3 separate regions of the Gossypium hirsutum genome follow, and regions 2 and 3 are each linked to region 1. A link is a contact called in public Hi-C data. All regions are on one chromosome and are shown on one strand. The core of a region is the stretch at or near the end of the contact, and the rest is flanking DNA. Distances in the headings are between cores, read along the strand shown.

Region 1 (3,273 bases), core at 440-2,939:
ATTGTAAGTTTTTGTAGTTATAATATTCTTAGTTGTGTTTTGGATCTAATAATAATTCTTTCTTGGGGAAACAGTAGGCGTGTAAGATGGAATGAGGAAAATCTGGGGGAAATTGAAGCAAATAAACCCGTAAGGCAGAAAATAACTGAACCCAAGACGCCGTACCACCCCATGATTGATGATGATGGTATTTTCACTTGCATAGTGATTTACCTCTTGTATTAGCCTATATTTTTGTGTGAGAAATTTAGGAAATGGTGCTTGTGTAATTTTATTTTCACTTTATTTGTACCTTGGTTAGAGCATTAATCTGAACATTGGATTACATTTCTCACCTTATAGTTCGTATCTTGGTTAGGGTCTTTGTCTCCCAGAGGACGTAGTTTCAACGATTGTGTCATTGATGTGGATGCTGAGGAATTATGCTCTGCTTTGAAAGATGTGGCTTCCTCAAGTAGAAAAACAACTGGGCAGTCTGGTGGTTGGACTTCTTCTGATGATGAGGCTGATCCTATGGATCATGATGAAGAAGGTTTGTTGACCATTGCTTTTTAGTTGTCGTTTCTGATGGCATATTGGAAAATGTTTTACTTTCCTTTTAAGTTGGTTAGCATATCTAATGACTGCTTTATCTTTCATGAGATTACAAGGGAGCAATAATCCTTGTTTGTGTGAATGGTATAAGGTTTGCTCTAGAAAACAGGCTTTTGATGGTTAGAGCCTTTCTTGTTTCTCCTAGTGGAATTTATCATCGGACATTTTCTTTTGGAAGGATGTGAGGATGAGCGTTGAAGTGGTCAGGATTTACCTGCTGCTGTCTGGTAGAAAAAGTCATGATGTTGAATATTATCATTAAAAGCACTATAGCTTCTAAACTTCTTCTTTAACTTAGCTTGGAATTTTGCACCGTTTTTTTTGTACCCTTTTATCTAGGTTCATATGATCTTTATGAATCTCTTAGTTTTCTCTGATGCTTTTTAAGTTATTGAGAAACAAAACAGAAATAAATGACATGATGAAAAAATCACACATTATCCAATTGCAAACAGTGATGAAGGTTCAAGACCACTCATTCCCCCTTGCCCTTGCCCTGCTCCTTCCCCATCCCAATCTATTTTATCTCTTTTAGTTCATCAATTGTGTACAATGTATTTCTTATGCTTAATCCGTGGTTGATGTTTTTAGTCTGTTCCACATTTTTTTGGTTCAAATTTCCAAACAGATCAGAATGGTAAGAGTTTTAAGGAGCAAAGGAAAGCACACTATGATGAGTTTTTGAAAATAAAGGAACTGCGACGTAAGGGTTCTTTCATTGAGGATGAAGATGATGAAGTGGAGGGTGATTCATCATCATCATTAAGCTCTGGTGTCAAAGACATAGGAATTGTGGAAGGTCCTGCAAGTTTGCCCCAAAAGTCTTCTGCAAGTCCTGGGCATCCAGGTAATGGATTGTGATTGTGAAGTCATCTGACCAGTCAAAGACGCAAAAGCTCGCTCTTTTGACATTCTTTTATGGTTGTTTGATGTTTATTTTGATGCACCGAAAAAAATTTAGGGATTTTCTTTTTACCATATTTGAGTTCGCTTGTACAAAAATGTCTAATTTGGCATGTTTGTTTGAAATCTTGCGCATCTAAACTTGTGGTCTTAACAAATAAGCATGATGGCGAAGGATTTGTGACATTGCTGTCTACCCTCATACTTATGCATCATTGCAAATTAAAGTGGGAGATTTTGATGCTGTACTGTCATCTTTCGCAAGCGGATTTGAGTATGAACTAAGATTCATCCTCAACTTTGTAAAAGAAGATTTTCATGTTAGGCTAACAAAATTGTCTCAAATCGTAGCAGCTGCAAGCTTATCCCGAGCACACATCGTTTCTCAACTTGTGCACTGTTGAATAAAGGCAGCAATATACCAATGAGGGTCTCAAAACTTCAACAATATATAGCTAGTCTAGAAACTGTCATCATGTATACCGGTAAGGCTTAAATGGCAAGCCTAGCCTAACAAAGATTCAACCATGCATCCTAAATCCTTTCCAAGCCTAGTACCCACCTACCTACCTTAGAGTTTAGCTCCACAGCGTCCCAAGAGCTGCGTATAATGGGAAGTGGTATCACAGTACTTCAAGCACACTAACGATAGGGTAGATAGTGCATGAGAATATCGTGTCAAACGCGCAAGTAACTATTATTAACCCCACATTAAATAGGAAAGAGGTCTTTAAGCATATATGATAGTTCAATGTACACCCTTGGGAGCGATGTAGGCAAAATTATTGAGAAGCTATAAGCTTATCGTGAGGTTAGATGGGATGACAATTGCATAATTTTTTTCTTTTGAAAGAAACGATATTTAGGTATATAAGTTGGTCTGCTGCAGCTACACTCAATTCCATACAATTAACTACTGAAGAAAAAAACCTCTTAAAAGAAAGTGACTGCCTTGTCACCTTTTGTCGTTTGTTTCTTTTTCCTTTCCTCCGGCAGAATAAAAGCCTGGCCTTTTCCCCTCTCCATCGTTGTCATTCTGCTGGTGATTTGAGATGTTTTTCTCCCAGCCGTATTGTGGAGGTTCTCCTCTTGCTCACAGCTCTTGGCTTGGCCCTCGTTTTCTCTCCGGTTGCCCCGCTCTCTGTCTTTTAGCATCATTTTTAATCATCAGTGTCAAAACCACTTGTTAAATTGCGGGATCGGTTGTGGGGTCAATTGACCAGACAAAAATTTTAAGAAAAAATACTTTATAAAAAAAAATAAGTAGTAAATTATTTGGAAAACAACTTTTTTTCATTCAACATTCATCATTTTTTTCTGAAAATTTTCTTGTTCTCTCATTCTCTCCATAATTTTACTAAATAGATTATCAACCTTTCTATACATTTAAGTATGTTGACTTAATTAACAATTATTCTTTTCAATTTCAAATTTTATTAATTAATCTCTAAAAATTAAAGTTGTGGCTTTACTTGATAAATTAGGATTTTTAGACAAGATTAAGTTTTTATTGATGGAATGGTTTTGGGATGTTGATTTTGTATGAGATTATTAATATCTTGATTGATTTATATTTTTAGAGAACATTAATATAAATCCTTGAAGAAATTAAGATTGATTGGTTGTATAATCATTTATTTCTTGAATATTGATTAAAAATAAACATTTTTGTTTGAAAAATTATTGTTGTTGGTCTAATTTCGTGCATTCTGTGTTTTACATATTGTATTTTTATAACACCAAAAAACATTTATAATTTTTATGTTGTGAAGGAAA
Region 2 (3,184 bases), core at 527-3,026, 760 kb before region 1:
TGGCCTGAACAGATATGGATTAATGTTAGGATGGCTGAGCCTCTCGGATTTTCATTGGTATGCATGAGTTTTTCTCTACACTATTGTTGAGTTTAAGTGTGGATCCTATCAGAATGTATTTTAGTATAGGAAGGTAATAATTGTACTCCTTGAAACAAAAAAAGAGTTAAAGCCAAAGTTTGACCCCTTCCACATAACTACTCCCACTGTGCTGCGGCCAATGAAACCATGAAGTTCCTTTTTTTCACATTAAAACACTTCTTATAGGACAAAAAGCTAAATGAAAATTTCAGAAATATTAAAGTTTTCCTGTTAAACAAAGAAATTGAGAATCTTGAATCCGTACTTTCGATAATAAAAAAAACAAGGTAGCACCCATGGAGATTTGGCCTTATATGTACACTCCCTCATTATTCATACTGAAATCACTAATATGTTTTGAACAAAAAAAAGAAAGAAAGGATGAGTACATCTGTCTTTATTATTCCCACCCAGAACCAATAAAGTCGTTCCCTGAAATCTGGAATTCAAACTTGAACAATTGGTTTACTGATGCATCGTTTAGCAGATCCTGAAGACCAGTGCCAAATCCTCCCTCATTGAATACAAAACCATTCATGAAAGGATCCTCGAAGCTGGAAGCTGAAGCTTGATTATATCCATCAGAGTAAGCTGCTGGCTTACTTCCACCTTCTTTATCAAGCGATAGCCACTCTGCGAATAAAAGCTTCGGCAGTGGGCTTCGTTGGGGCAAGTCAAAATGCATTGGAACAGTTTGATCAGTAACAAAGCTTGCCGATTGGTCCGTAAGGTTTTGAGGCAGCACACTAGATTCTGAGGTTGAAGATGTGTGTTGAGCTTCCAAATTTTCAACTTTTACGATCCTTTTCTTCAGATAAGAATGCCAGTAGTTCTTAATCTCATTATCTGTTCTTCCAGGCAAACTTTGTGCAATTTGGGACCATCTATTCAATAAAAAGATCAGACATCTTCATTAGTTCCTTGTAAAACTGAGGATATATATATATAATAATTCTTCACAATTAATGACAAGTGTACGTACTTGTTGCCTAACAAATGATGAAGGGAGAGGATAACGTCGTCCTCTTGGGGAGTAAACATCCCTCGTTTTAATCCAGGCCTCAAGTAATTAATCCACCTTAGTCTGCAGCTCTTCCCATTCCTCTGCAATCCTGGATATCCATGCATCTATCATATTAATTCATACCCTATTTTCGTCATTTCACTCATCATCACTCTCTCTCACTTCCACTTTACAGGGACAGTGTACGATGAAAGAAACAGTCGCTGTCTTTAACTAAAGAAATTTCTTGAATATTTTGGACTGACACTGACTGCCAAACCAAAGTAGAAAAAGATTAATCCCATGACCATGACACATAAAATAAATAAGTGTACCATCTTAGGTTCAGATTCATTTGCTAAGGAATGCTTCTAACAAGTCAAATTAATAGTGGTGGTGATAAGCATGAGCTACACAAATATTGCAGGGAAGTTAATACGAATACAAGAAAACAGACCTGCATTGATGGGAACAGAGCTCCAGCAAAGATGGCCATGTTTGAGGACATAGTTTTTGAGCTTTAGGTCTTCTTCAGGTGACCATAACCCCTTCCTATGCTTAGCTTTTGGCTTATCAGATGGCTTGCAACCCATTTCTTGAATTATTACAAAGAAGAGAGAAAGGCAGGGAAGAAGGTTAAGGGCAGTCGGTATGGGAAGCTGCAAAAGCAATAAATACCATCTTATTTGACTTTCTCATACCTAACCTACAACTACAAGGTCTTTAATTAAGGAAAATAAATAAATAGAAGCTATGTATGTATTGTTTGGACCACTTTAAGTCTGAGCTGGTAAAACTAGCTACAAATGCATATGTGTTTTTCTATTACTTCAATAATCTCTACTGATAAATGTAAAACCAAATTTGAATAATTCATTTTGTCCTTAATTAAAATGATTAATTTAATCTTTATATATTACTATGTCAAACTGGAATTATTTTTTATTTGTATAAAATAAGTAAAAGAAAAATTATCATAATTCATAAATGGAATTATTTCCAAAAAAATCTGGTTGTCCTGTGGGATATATTTATAATAATAATTTAAAGGGCAACACCAAATTATAGATTTTCAGTTACAAAATTATCATTTAATTATTCAATTTAAAATTACTAATGTAAAAATGAAAACACCTAAAAGTTTTAATATAGTTGGGTGACAAAAAAGATAAAATTAAATAGTTAAGTGTCCATTTTATAACTTTTCATATTTGAGTAACCAATAAAAAATTTACTAATAATTAAATCATCATTTTGTAACCTTCCATAATTGGGTGATTATTACTATAGTGTAACATAATTCAAAACAAAATATTGTTTTCCTTATGAATTCTAGACCTGCCCATGGGCCAGGACACCTGATCCGAAGGCCCGCCCGAAAAGTGGGAGGGTTTGGGCAAAAATATAGGCCCGAAAAATGGGCATGGACAAAAAAATAAGACTTGTTTTAAAAACGGGTCAGGTCACGGGTAAGACATTTTTGGCCCGAGCCCAGCCCGGCCCGAATTCACTAAATGAAAAAAAAAGCTATTTTTTTTATTTTAATGATATTTTCTTATTGTTTTCTCCTTATTTTGCTATCATTTCACTATTATGTTGCTACATTTTGTTGTTATTATTTAGATATTGTATAACACTTGTTTTATTGTTAATTTTATTATTATTTTAGAGACATTTTCTTGTTAAGTTGCGTCTATCTTAGTATTATTTAAGTATACATATTTTTTAAAATTTATTTTCAATTTTTTAATATTTTAATATTTTTAGTATTTTGATGTATTATATATATATATTTAAAAATTATGTAAAAACTAATATAATATAAAAAAATTAATATGGGCAGGTCGAGTCGGGCCTGGATTTTAGCATTTTTATTCGGGTTGGACTTGGACAAATTTTAGGCCTATTTTTTGGGTTAGACCGAACCCAGACCTAACAAACTGGCATAATTTTTTGCTTGGACCCATCCCGAACCCGACCCGGCCCATGATCACCTCTAATGAATTCATACCAAACACCCTAGGTTTAATAAAAAAAATCTTTCGAAAATATCTGATTATACTCTAAGTTCCGATGAAAAATTTAATAATATCTTTTTTA
Region 3 (3,536 bases), core at 673-3,172, 800 kb before region 1:
AGCCCGAACGGTCCAACCACACCCATCGCTGGTTCTCTAACACTCCCCAACATATAATGTCGGTGTAGACTTGGCAACTTTGTAATCAATTGACAACTTCATGTTGTACTGTTTGATGACAAACATACAGTCTGCCTTGTTCTCGAACCGTTGCCCAATGTACAACTCCCCCAACTACGAATTTGACACCAATTTATGAGCAGGTACTATATCGGCGTACTCAGGGAACTCGGATACATGCGTTGTATCTGGATCTACGTTCAACATGTTGCTCCCAAGTTTATTTCGTAAAACAATGCCACAACTCGAGTTACTGAATGAAGGGTCGTGAACATCTTCAACCTCCTCCGGGCATTCATCATCAATATTGTCCAGAACCTCATCAACATCGGGGTCACTAAAATCTTCAACGTCCTGATCAAAACCTTCACCATTATTGGTCATTTCTCCGACATCTGCCTCTGTGCTTATTATCACCTCCGGATGTATTTGTAGACGGGGACTGGTATTAGGGTTGTTATACGAACTCCCACCATAATTTAGATTTTCGGGTATCTGCGATGTCCCTCTACATTCTAACTGGTCTATCCATCCGACATTAAGATCAAAGTCAAATTTGTGATGTTGACTTATTTGACTAACATTCTCAACAGGCTCTAAGTCTACTAACTCAGCAAATAACTCAATTGGTTAGGGTTCTCACTCCCAGTCGACCACCATATTTCCATCATAGTGCCTAAGTCATCATTATCTAATAGTTGCATCTCATAAATTTGAACGGATCTATAGAGATTGGAAACTTGTAAAATAATCTGAACATTGCCCTTCCACAATAGATAGCTATTTTCGCACTGATATTCTTTTTCATTTCTACCAGCTTCACATTTTTTTTTTGAATTGCAACCCTATCTTTGTCGACATTGAAATACACAACCAACATCACATTCTACAATTTTACCATAAAAAAGAACGTACACCAAAAACACCTCATTATTCATATTCAACAGAATTTTTGAATTCTTCTACTAAACACAACAATTTCACCATTCAATATATGCTAGAGAACGGGGCTATACAAAATGGCTCCACTAAAATAAAATATTAAATATTTATATTAAAAAAATAAAAAAATTACACTTGTAATAAAGTGAGATCCATTTAGAATGGCTCCACCAAATTAAATATTAAATTTTAAAAATTTAAATATAATTTAAAAAAGAATTTGAATATCTTTAAAAATAATTTTAGAAAATTATATTTAAAATTAAAAAATATTTAAAATATTATTCAACAAATAATAAATTTGAAAAGTCATATCTTTAAAAATAATTATTTTAAATGTTTTATAATATTAAAAAATTATATTTAAAATTGAAAAAATAATATTTAAATTTTAAAAAATATATTTAAAATTAAAAAAATACTCACATTTTATAAAACCAATAATAAACAAATAAATAAATGACAAATAAAAAACCTTAAAAAAAAGGAAAAAGGATAAAGAATTAGAAAAAGTAACGTGGATGAAAAAAATAAAAAATTAATCTGTTTTAATAAGCAAATAGGCAAATAGGTAGATAGGCTATTATCTTGGAATTTGGTGGCGCCAATTTATTTGGCTCTATCAGAAAAAAGTAAATTTTCTTAAATCATCATATTTTCGAAAATCAAAGTATTTCCTTAGTATTTATATAAGTAGTGCTATTCTATATAGTTTCACAAAAAAATTAATTTTTTAATACAGATTGTTGACGCGGTTGGTGGCCCAAAACACTTTAGTTCCACCAATTTTTACTATAAAATTTGAGTTATTTTCGTATTTTATAAAAAAATAAATTATTTAAGTAATTAATTATTTTTTAGGTTATTTTTATAAAAAAGCCTAAAAAATTTAAATATTAATATTTTAACATGAATTTATTAGATTTCACATCCTGAAAAATAAGGAAGGTAAAAGCAGCAAGTTTAGAGTCGCTTTCTGCCAACTCATAAGTTACCCAGTAGTACCTACAATACAGCTCAGTCAGTCAATGGAAGAAGCTACAGTTAAAGTCTGTTCTCTGCCCCCCAACCCCAACCTAACTATAATATCTCAACCACCTCTTTTTCTTCACTTTCAGTTTTAAATTCTCTTTTTTGTGCACGCCCACATGGCAGATGTCGAAGAACCCAAGAAGCTTGAATCCGAAATCCCCTCCGACCCTCCGCCGCCACCCACCGAAGCCGCCGTGGAAAAATCCGTGACTCCACCTCCTCCTACTGAAGAAAAGCCCGCCGACTCTACGGAAAAGCCTCCCGAACCCATCGAAAGTATATATCTATATATCCCTTCTTTTTCCGTTTCAGCTCTGCTTCTGCTTCTGCGTGTTTCATTTTTTCTAATAATAAAAATTTGATGATATGCAGAGGCGGCAGAGTCGACGGAGAAGAAAAGCACGGAGGTGTCTGTTGATCGAGGTAATTTCGTTTCTCCATCTTGCGTTTCACAAAATCTTAGTATTTAGAATATGATTAAATTGAAAATTTCCCCCGGCTGTCTTTCTCCAGATGCTGTGCTTGCTAGAGTTGCGACTGAGAAGCGAATTTCACTAATCAACGCTTGGGAAGAAAGTGAAAAAAGCAAAGCTGAGAACAAGTATCAACTTTCTTCCCCTTGCCTTATTGTGAAAATTATAGGAAAACTGATATAAAAATGATTGCATACCATAACCATGCAATTAAATTATGTTTTCTGGCTGCTTTCTTACTCAAAGCTTATTGATATGGTTGAGCAGAGCACAGAAGAAGCTTTCTTCTATTGCGGCTTGGGAGAATACCAAGAAAGCAGCTATAGAGGCTGAGCTAAAAAGGATTGAGGTATTAATTTAATCAAGCATCCTTGGATGAAGATGATTATTATTATTATTGTTATTGAGTGTTGAGTGTTGAATTATATATATGAGCAGGAAAAGTTAGACAAGCAGAAGGCCGAGTATGTGGAAAAAATGAAAAACAAGGCAGCCTTAATCCACAAGGAAGCAGAAGAGAAGAAGGCAATCGTTGAAGCTAAGCGAGGGGAGGATGTTCTCAAAGCGGAGGAGTTGGCGGCAAAGTACCGTGCCACCGGAACCACTCCGAACAAGACCCTTGGTTGTTGTTGAGGATGAAATCATTAGAAAATGGGGTCATTTTATTCTCTTAGAGTTCATTTAAAAATATGTTTGTTTGAGTTTTAATATGGTGAAAGCATTAACCATTGTTCTGTGTGTATGTATTTCTGTGTGTAATTGTGTATATAATAGCATTAAGTAAAAAATTGGTTATTGAATTTGTTAGAAGCAAATTTTTGATGTAATAATGTTGAAGCATGAAGGTAATAGTTTGAAGTGGTCAATCTTAGAACGTTATATAAGTTTTATATTGGTCTTGAAGACATAGCTTAACAAGTAATATTATTATTATTATTATTATTATTATTATAATATAAATTGCTCTGTCCATGACAATTGGGAAACCCCTACTGGCTTATATGCATTGCAAAGTTATTCATGATGCAA

Evidence for each region. A called contact is a pair of places that touch in the nucleus more often than the background predicts.
Region 2: a Hi-C map of leaf shows a contact between it and region 1, with 2.1 times the contacts expected there. The contact joins the promoter of LOC107952708 here to the promoter of LOC121204460 in region 1. A contact is called at or near these places in 4 of 34 Hi-C or Micro-C datasets (leaf and petal).
Region 3: a Hi-C map of leaf shows a contact between it and region 1, with 2.9 times the contacts expected there. The contact joins the promoter of LOC121202989 here to the promoter of LOC121204460 in region 1. A contact is called at or near these places in 2 of 34 Hi-C or Micro-C datasets (both in leaf).

Annotation. Positions count from the first base shown.
Region 1 is chrA08:64,525,415-64,528,687 of Gossypium_hirsutum_v2.1, forward strand. It overlaps LOC121204460, which reads left to right and starts at 1,690. Exons shown (of 3, transcript XM_041074266.1): 1 at 1,690-2,577. The coding sequence starts at 2,550. It overlaps LOC107919833 (protein phosphatase inhibitor 2), which reads left to right. Exons shown (of 5, transcript XM_016849324.2): 3 at 75-187; 4 at 359-532; 5 at 1,223-1,681. The coding sequence ends at 1,455.
Region 2 is chrA08:63,767,642-63,770,825 of Gossypium_hirsutum_v2.1, forward strand. It overlaps LOC107952708 (transcription factor LAF1), which reads right to left and starts at 1,777. Exons shown (of 3, transcript XM_016887871.2): 1 at 1,542-1,777; 2 at 1,064-1,193; 3 at 297-965. The coding sequence starts at 1,677. The coding sequence ends at 482.
Region 3 is chrA08:63,723,744-63,727,279 of Gossypium_hirsutum_v2.1, forward strand. It overlaps LOC121202989 (remorin), which reads left to right and starts at 1,923. Exons shown (of 5, transcript XM_016847004.2): 1 at 1,923-2,310; 2 at 2,407-2,457; 3 at 2,548-2,635; 4 at 2,775-2,856; 5 at 2,946-3,373. The coding sequence starts at 2,151. The coding sequence ends at 3,140.